2 separate regions of the Danio rerio genome follow, and region 2 is linked to region 1. A link is a contact called in public Hi-C data. All regions are on one chromosome and are shown on one strand. Each heading gives the region's core, a stretch centred on a gene start, on an enhancer-like site or on the middle of the called end of the contact. The rest is flanking DNA. Distances are from core to core; before and after follow the strand shown. Region 1 holds the start of LOC137488117. Region 2 holds the start of ywhaqb (tyrosine 3-monooxygenase/tryptophan 5-monooxygenase activation protein, theta polypeptide b).

Region 1 (3,426 bases), core at 362-2,861:
TTAATTAAATAGTTGATCTGTTTTGTATTATCTTCCGTATTTTACCTTTTTTTGTTACAGAACAGTCTTTTGAAAGTATTTTAATTAAAAAAAATTCTTATATCTTGAAAAGTAAATATTTAATCTTTAATATAATTTTAAATTAATAATATAATGACTAAAACTGTTAATAGTTACCAATGTCTTGGTTATATGTCTTTAGTATATCATAATTTAATATAAATGGCTAGTTCTTTTTAAATTTAAACTTTTTTTTAATTATTGCTAGCAAGTCTTTTATATATTTTCTTCATGGTTTCTTTTCTGTTTTCTTGTGACAGGTTCATTCAGATGGCACCGCAGTACTTCTTTTACAACCTGCCACCTAGTGAAAGTAAAGACCTACTGCAGCACACTATAGATCATGGTACTGCTGCTCCATCTAAAGGCAAAAGAAAATGCCAGAACTCCAGCAGTGCTGCCACTGAAGAGCAGACCCCCGAGCGCTGCACTATACAGTAACTAAGCAAATAATACACCTTCCCATTGCGTTACAATGACAAAAAGCAGGATGCTTAGATCCTGCGGGTCTGGCAATAGCCAAGCGACTGTGCTGAGGCACAGAGGAATCTCAACACTGAGCAAATTAGTCTGACTGATTAATCAATATTGATGAAAAGACAAGATCATGCAGACTACTGCATTTAATCCCATGGGCCATTTAGTTTGGCCAGTACAATGCTTCTAAGCGACAGCAGTTTATACAGTTTTCTTCACTTTGCTGAGTTAATAGCAATTGAAATAACCTACTGCTGTGCAGTAGTCAATGCACAACTGTGTTTGACTTTATTGTGTCTAAAATGTCTTTTATAAGCTGTAGCTACTAGTTAGCATTGTCCTTTTTCAGCGTATGTATATTTAGCCATGCTCATCAGCATAGTTTCCTGGTACTATTTAAAAATATCTTTCTTTTTGTATTGTTTCCCATTGGCTTAGACTTGCAATAGTGTTTTTATTTTTCATTGTAAATGTATTTATTTGTTAAGTATTCGTTCAACTAATATAATATTTTGATATTAATTTCAGTTTCACTATGTTTAATATAAAAAGTGTTTGATTTTGTTTTTACAATTGTTATTATGGAATCTAGTATAATTTTATTCTCTTGTCTTTCTTTTTTTTACAAAGCACTCATTTGTAACACAAACAATGTACTGAATTTATTTAACTTGATTGAATACTGTATACTAGCCAAACATTATTATTATCATGTACTTTAAGTACAATTACTATTTATGCTAAGCAGGTTGTCAAATTAAATTTTAGGCTTCTTATTGTTTGTAAGATAGTGTTGATGATGCTGAAAAGGATGTGAATTTACAGGGTATTCAATAAAAAGATTGTACGTTTACTCATGTGTATAACTGCTTTTGTGTGTCGTGAGAAACTTGAATTGCACTTTTTGGATTTTATCGTTGGCCAGCTGTTACAACTACAGATCCAATTCACTCATATTATTATGACAGATGGCAGAGGTGAACGCGACGCTTCCAGTTTGTAAACAAAGTCTCTGATTGGCTAGATGAGAGCCTACGTCATACACAACTCTGACAGACGCGTCATGCGTTCTCTGATTATGAGGGCGTTGTAGTTTTTGCTGCGTCGCGTCGCTGGGTGCAACACCATGCAGAATTAAATTTAACAAGATAAAAAGAAGACTTTTCGAGTATAACATCCTTTTTGCGCGATTCCACTTTGATTACCCCATGAATTGTTATTGAGTCGTCTTGTCATATTGGAAAGTTTAGCTGCTGGGATATTTGGTGGGTGCATGCAGAAAATGGCAACAGTGTTGTGAAAAATGTTTTATCTGAAATATGGGCACAGTAAAAAGCAGGATGAAAAAAGTCGCACCTGTGACAGATAAAGAGAGAGAGGACCCCAGCATCAGCGAGAGTCAGCGGGATGGAAGTCGTTTGTTTGGTCCGTCAAACAGACAAACTTCAGAACGGCGCTTTTCCGTCAGAAGAGTCCAGTCGGATTGTAACAGTGAAGGGCAGGACTCTGAGTTTTCAGCCGAAGACCTCGGGGATGAAATGGACAGAATCCTTGCAGAGTGTGACCTGACGCTGAACAGGACGTCCCATAAGATGCCAAAGACAACTGGGCTTTACAATGGCAAAATACAGGTCGACGACCAGGTTTACAGTGGCAGGAGAACACATGAGAAAAATAAAGTGAACCCAGTGAACAAACCAACCTCAAACGTTCATGAAAAGGTAGGACTGATGTTGCTTTTAACATTTTACTTCTCTAGAAAATAAAATCTTATCTTTTTACCCACATGACCAATGACTCAACGGTTGACAATTGAGTGAACTGAATAATTAATGGGCTCGAAACTATTAAGTCATTAAGAAAGTAATCCCTATCTATTTCCTGGATTTCTGAACAGGTCAGGCCTCCTAAGGAGATGAGTTGTGCCAACCCAGAGAGCCCAGCAACAGCACAGTAAGTGTATTTCATCAATTATTGATCTCAACTTAGTGACACACATCATTTCCACTGAAAGCAGTTAGGTTGTGTCTAGTGCAGTGTTCCGTTCAGAGAACTGGTGTGCAATGTTAACTAAAATGTTGATCTTGAATAAATAGTGATGTATTACATTTGTGCATTTTATGTTTTACTATTTATTGATTTAAGATTTATTCATATTAAAAAAGTAATCATAACTTTAACTATGATATTCTATGGTCTTTTACTGTCTAGCAATGTATTTGATCATTTTCAGAAGTTGACTGAAAGTGAAAATCTTTGTATTCTCACTTTTCTTTATCACCCTCATGTCATTTCAGCCCCCCACAACCTTAGTTCATCTTTAGAACAAAAAATATATATATATTTTACTGTAACCCAGAGAGTTTCCTCGTCCTTCATAGACAGCAAAGTTGCGAACTCATTGAGATAAAAATACCAAAAAATTCTCAAAACAGACCACATGCCTTCAGTGGTTAAATCACAATAATATCAAGCTAAAAGAAAACGTTTGTGTGCGCATACAGCAACAGGTAATAATGACATTATTCAACAGGCATCTGGGATACCGTTGAAGTCAGAATTATTAGCCCCCCTTTGAATTTCTTTTTCTTTTTTAATATTTCCCAAACTATTTTTAACAGAGCTAGGACATTTACACATTATATCTGATAATATATTTTTTTTCTGGAGAAAGTCTAATTTGTTTTATTTCTGCTAGAATAAAAGGTCAATATTATCAGTCCCTTTAAGCAAGTGATCACCAAACTTGTTCCTGGAGGGCCGGTGTCCTGCAGATTTTAGTTCCAACCCTAATCAAACACACCTGAACAAGCTAATCAAGGTCTTACTGGGTATACTTGAAACATCCAGGCAGGTGTGTTGAGGCAAGATAGAGCTAAACCCTGCAGG
Region 2 (3,426 bases), core at 357-2,856, 140 kb after region 1:
CATCACTGGAAAGCACCCACGCAATTTCATTCACACTCATAAACTAGTCAATTTAGCTTACCAAATTCATCTAAAGCCTATGTCTTTGGACTTGTGGGGAAAACCAGAGCACCCGGAAGAAACCCATGTGAACACAGGGAGAACATGCAAATCCACATAGAAACGCCAACTGACCCAGCCGAGGCTTGAACCAGCGACCTTCTTGCTGTAAGGCAAATGTGCTACCCATTGCGCCACCATGCTGCCCTATTTATTTATTTAGTTATTCATATTTATTTATTTGATGGTCCTAGCCTTGGTGTTTATATGTTTAACAACAGAAATAGAGCCTGTTTGTTACTCTTCTATAGGTTAAATACATAAAAAAGAAAAGAAAAAAGACAGAAATAAGAAAAAGAGGGGCAGAAACAGTTTTTTAGGTCCTCTTATTCCCTCGAAGCACCGCAAATTGGCCTAAATACAATAATAACAAAAAAATAATGCAAAAATGCACATTTGTGAGAAACTTGACATTTTGTTTTGCCACAACTAATTTCTAATATTTCTAATGCAATTATGTCATTCAAAATGCTTCATGAGACTATAGTTCTTTCCCCCACTAAAGCAAATAATTAGTTTATTGGTCTGATTTTCTGCTTGATATCAAAGTTCGTAATGTTGTGCTTCTCTTTGTAGCTTGTTGATTTGGTTCAGTGCTTATAATGCTTTAACAAAAGGAAACAACAGAATGGGAAAAATACATTCAGAAGCAGCACTCTGCACTAACACTCTATAGCAGGCTGTTATTTTTGTTGCATAGCAACATGAATGCGTCACTGGCCACATTCTAGTGAACTGATGCCACTTAATGAATTTGCATTTTAATAATAAGCCCATACGCATGCATAATTTATATTGTAATATGAAGTTACTGGTTAATAATTTCAGAAAATATACTTATTGCTTGTTGCATTCCAAATAAAGTCACACTTAAATAGGTTGCAGTGACAACCTTGTTATGTCCTTTATATATTCATAATGCAGAACAGCCTCTGGTGTATGTACAGTGTGCGCGTGCGTGTGTGTGCGCGTGTATGCATGTGTGTGTTTGTTCAGAATTCAGACTTAACCTTAAATCTGTGCTTGAATCATCTTATCAGCAAGCAGAACACAGTACATTCTCGTAAACATGAAACACATCCTGTAGAAAGTCAACCAGCCTTTAAATGAAGAAGCAAAGCAATTATCTCAGCGATCTGATTAATGAGAGCTGGTATTTGGGTCTCGGTAGGAAAGCTGGATCTGCTGCTGCTGCATCCACTTCCCAATCATGATGCTGATGGTGATGCTGGGATGAGCAGGAGGAGGAGGGGGGAATCACCATAGCAATAGTGACGTCATCCCCCTTGCTCTAATTGGAGGAAACCCCGTGGCTTCAAGTCAGAGTCTACTGGGCAACCGAACGCATTGGCACAGGCCCGCCTCCATTCCCCGCGCTAATCAGCTATTGGACGATCGCGAAAAGAACAACGAGTGACAGGCGGTAAACGCAGCCTCTGATTGGCTGACAGGCGGGATTAGCGACGTTCTGTGGTAACACTTTCGATTGTCTTTCTCTACTACATTTTTTTTCCTAACCATCCAAGCTCAAAGGCTATCAATCCGGTGGAGCCAACTATAGATTGCGAGGTGAGGTGCAATTTAATGTGTTTAAGCCACAGAGTATGATGTGTGTTTATTATTTAAGCTTATGTTCTTATGTGTGGTTTATATCGTTTCATTGGACGGCGTAATCGGTAAAACCGCGCTGGTCGGTTGAGAGGCAGGAGGGGCTGCCAAACTGCGTCCATATCGATCAGGAAAAAAATGGTTGATTTGCTTATTACATTGTAGTAAACATGTATTTCCATTTGGTGTGCGATACTTGCGTCCTTAGAATGCATATTTGCTTAATATGTGTTGGCTAAAATTATAATATGTGTTGGACAAGATGAGACCCATCGCTGTTTAAGGCGGGTCGTCGAAACGTTTTTTTAAAACATGCTTTTTCAATACGATTTTGTTAAACGTTGATTTAGATAGGGTTGTATTGGTGTTATAAACTAATATTAAGTCTTAACGTGCGCATTTGTTTGGCAAAAAACGCATTGTAGAACGAGAAACCTCATTGCTACGGAAATCAGGCTGGATTTCATTGATTCATATTGACTCGGTATGATTTTCATCGGTGTGCTAAACTGAAATGTCCTATTTTGACATTAAAATTATACGTTTACATATATACATAAATAAAATCCCCTATTTTGACATTAAAATACGCATATATATATATATATATATATATATATATATATATATATATATATATATATATATATATATATATATATATATGTGTGTGTGTGTGTGTGTGTGTGTGTGTGTGTGCGCATGTTTGTGTGTGTGTTTGTGAACAGGGCTGGGCTGTATGGATCACACTGACACAGATGTGTTAAGCTGCACACACACACTTGCATTCATACACACCCTGTCCGTGTCTTCAAATCTAGTGAGCTGGCTACCTAGACAGCAATGCGTGTCTGTCGGAAATGCGGTTTTGGCAGGCAGCTCGCTAGGATTTAAATCGCATCCACTCGTCTTAGCTGATCTCCGTGTTTCTAGTATGTGTGTAGGTAATGTAAATGTAAGATTCACGGAGAAAGCTTGATTTCAGTGATTCGAATCTTTTGAGTCATTTGAAATCTGCTTCATGCATTACTGATTGCATCGTTACGACAGTTGATGGCAACAATGTTTGCGTGTGCTTTGATGTGGCATCTACCGCCTTTTGCTTCTCGGAAGTAAGCTAATTATTGCTAAATACCTAGAAAAAAATATCTAGATGGGAGATTTCCTTAAGATTCACATGTTGTTGTTGTTTTTCAAGGCATTTGGCTAGCCCTGTCACATTAATCAATATATCGATTTATCGCAAAACATATGGACATGACCTCAATAATTTTAGGTGATGCAATATATATCGCCCATACATACCCAATTCTAGCAACATTGTTACAGATTGTGCAACATCTCTATCTCTATTTGAGGTGTCAGTATGGTTAAAAAGCGTGTTTTTACGTTGCACTTTTTTGTTAGGATTTATTATTATTCTTGTCGGATTTGACTTTTCACAATCTTATTCCAATGTCTATTTATTACATTATTAAAATGCCTCTAATAGGATTAAATATTCTTAAGAATCAAATATTATTCTTTGGAAGAATTTGATAATATTATATTGTCATTCTGGCATTTTATAATGAGTGTCATAAAAATGGTCTTATAATGACAATAAAATAGTTTATTGCTATATATTTTGGTGCAATATATCTTACGACAAAAAATATTTAACACTGTATTTAAAAAAACAGGTTTCTAATAAGTAACTAGATAAGAAGGTTTGAGACA

Evidence for each region. Hi-C and Micro-C count contacts between places; a contact is called where the count stands out from the background.
Region 2: a Hi-C map of hematopoietic stem cells shows a contact between it and region 1, with 2.8 times the contacts expected there. The contact joins the promoter of ywhaqb here to the promoter of LOC137488117 in region 1. A contact is called at or near these places in 3 of 18 Hi-C or Micro-C datasets (caudal fin, hematopoietic stem cells and an unstated tissue) and 1 of 4 datasets of contacts at active chromatin or transcription factors (gastrula embryo).

What each region holds. Positions count from the first base shown.
Region 1 is chr17:34,062,379-34,065,804 of GRCz12tu, forward strand. LOC137488117 reads left to right here and starts at 1,612. Exons shown (of 3, transcript XM_068214611.2): 1 at 1,612-2,258; 2 at 2,435-2,490. The coding sequence starts at 1,857. dhx32b (DEAH (Asp-Glu-Ala-His) box polypeptide 32b) reads left to right here. Exons shown (of 12, transcript XM_073928662.1): 12 at 321-1,390. The coding sequence ends at 501.
Region 2 is chr17:34,203,446-34,206,871 of GRCz12tu, forward strand. ywhaqb (tyrosine 3-monooxygenase/tryptophan 5-monooxygenase activation protein, theta polypeptide b) reads left to right here and starts at 1,607. Exons shown (of 6, transcript NM_201484.1): 1 at 1,607-1,668.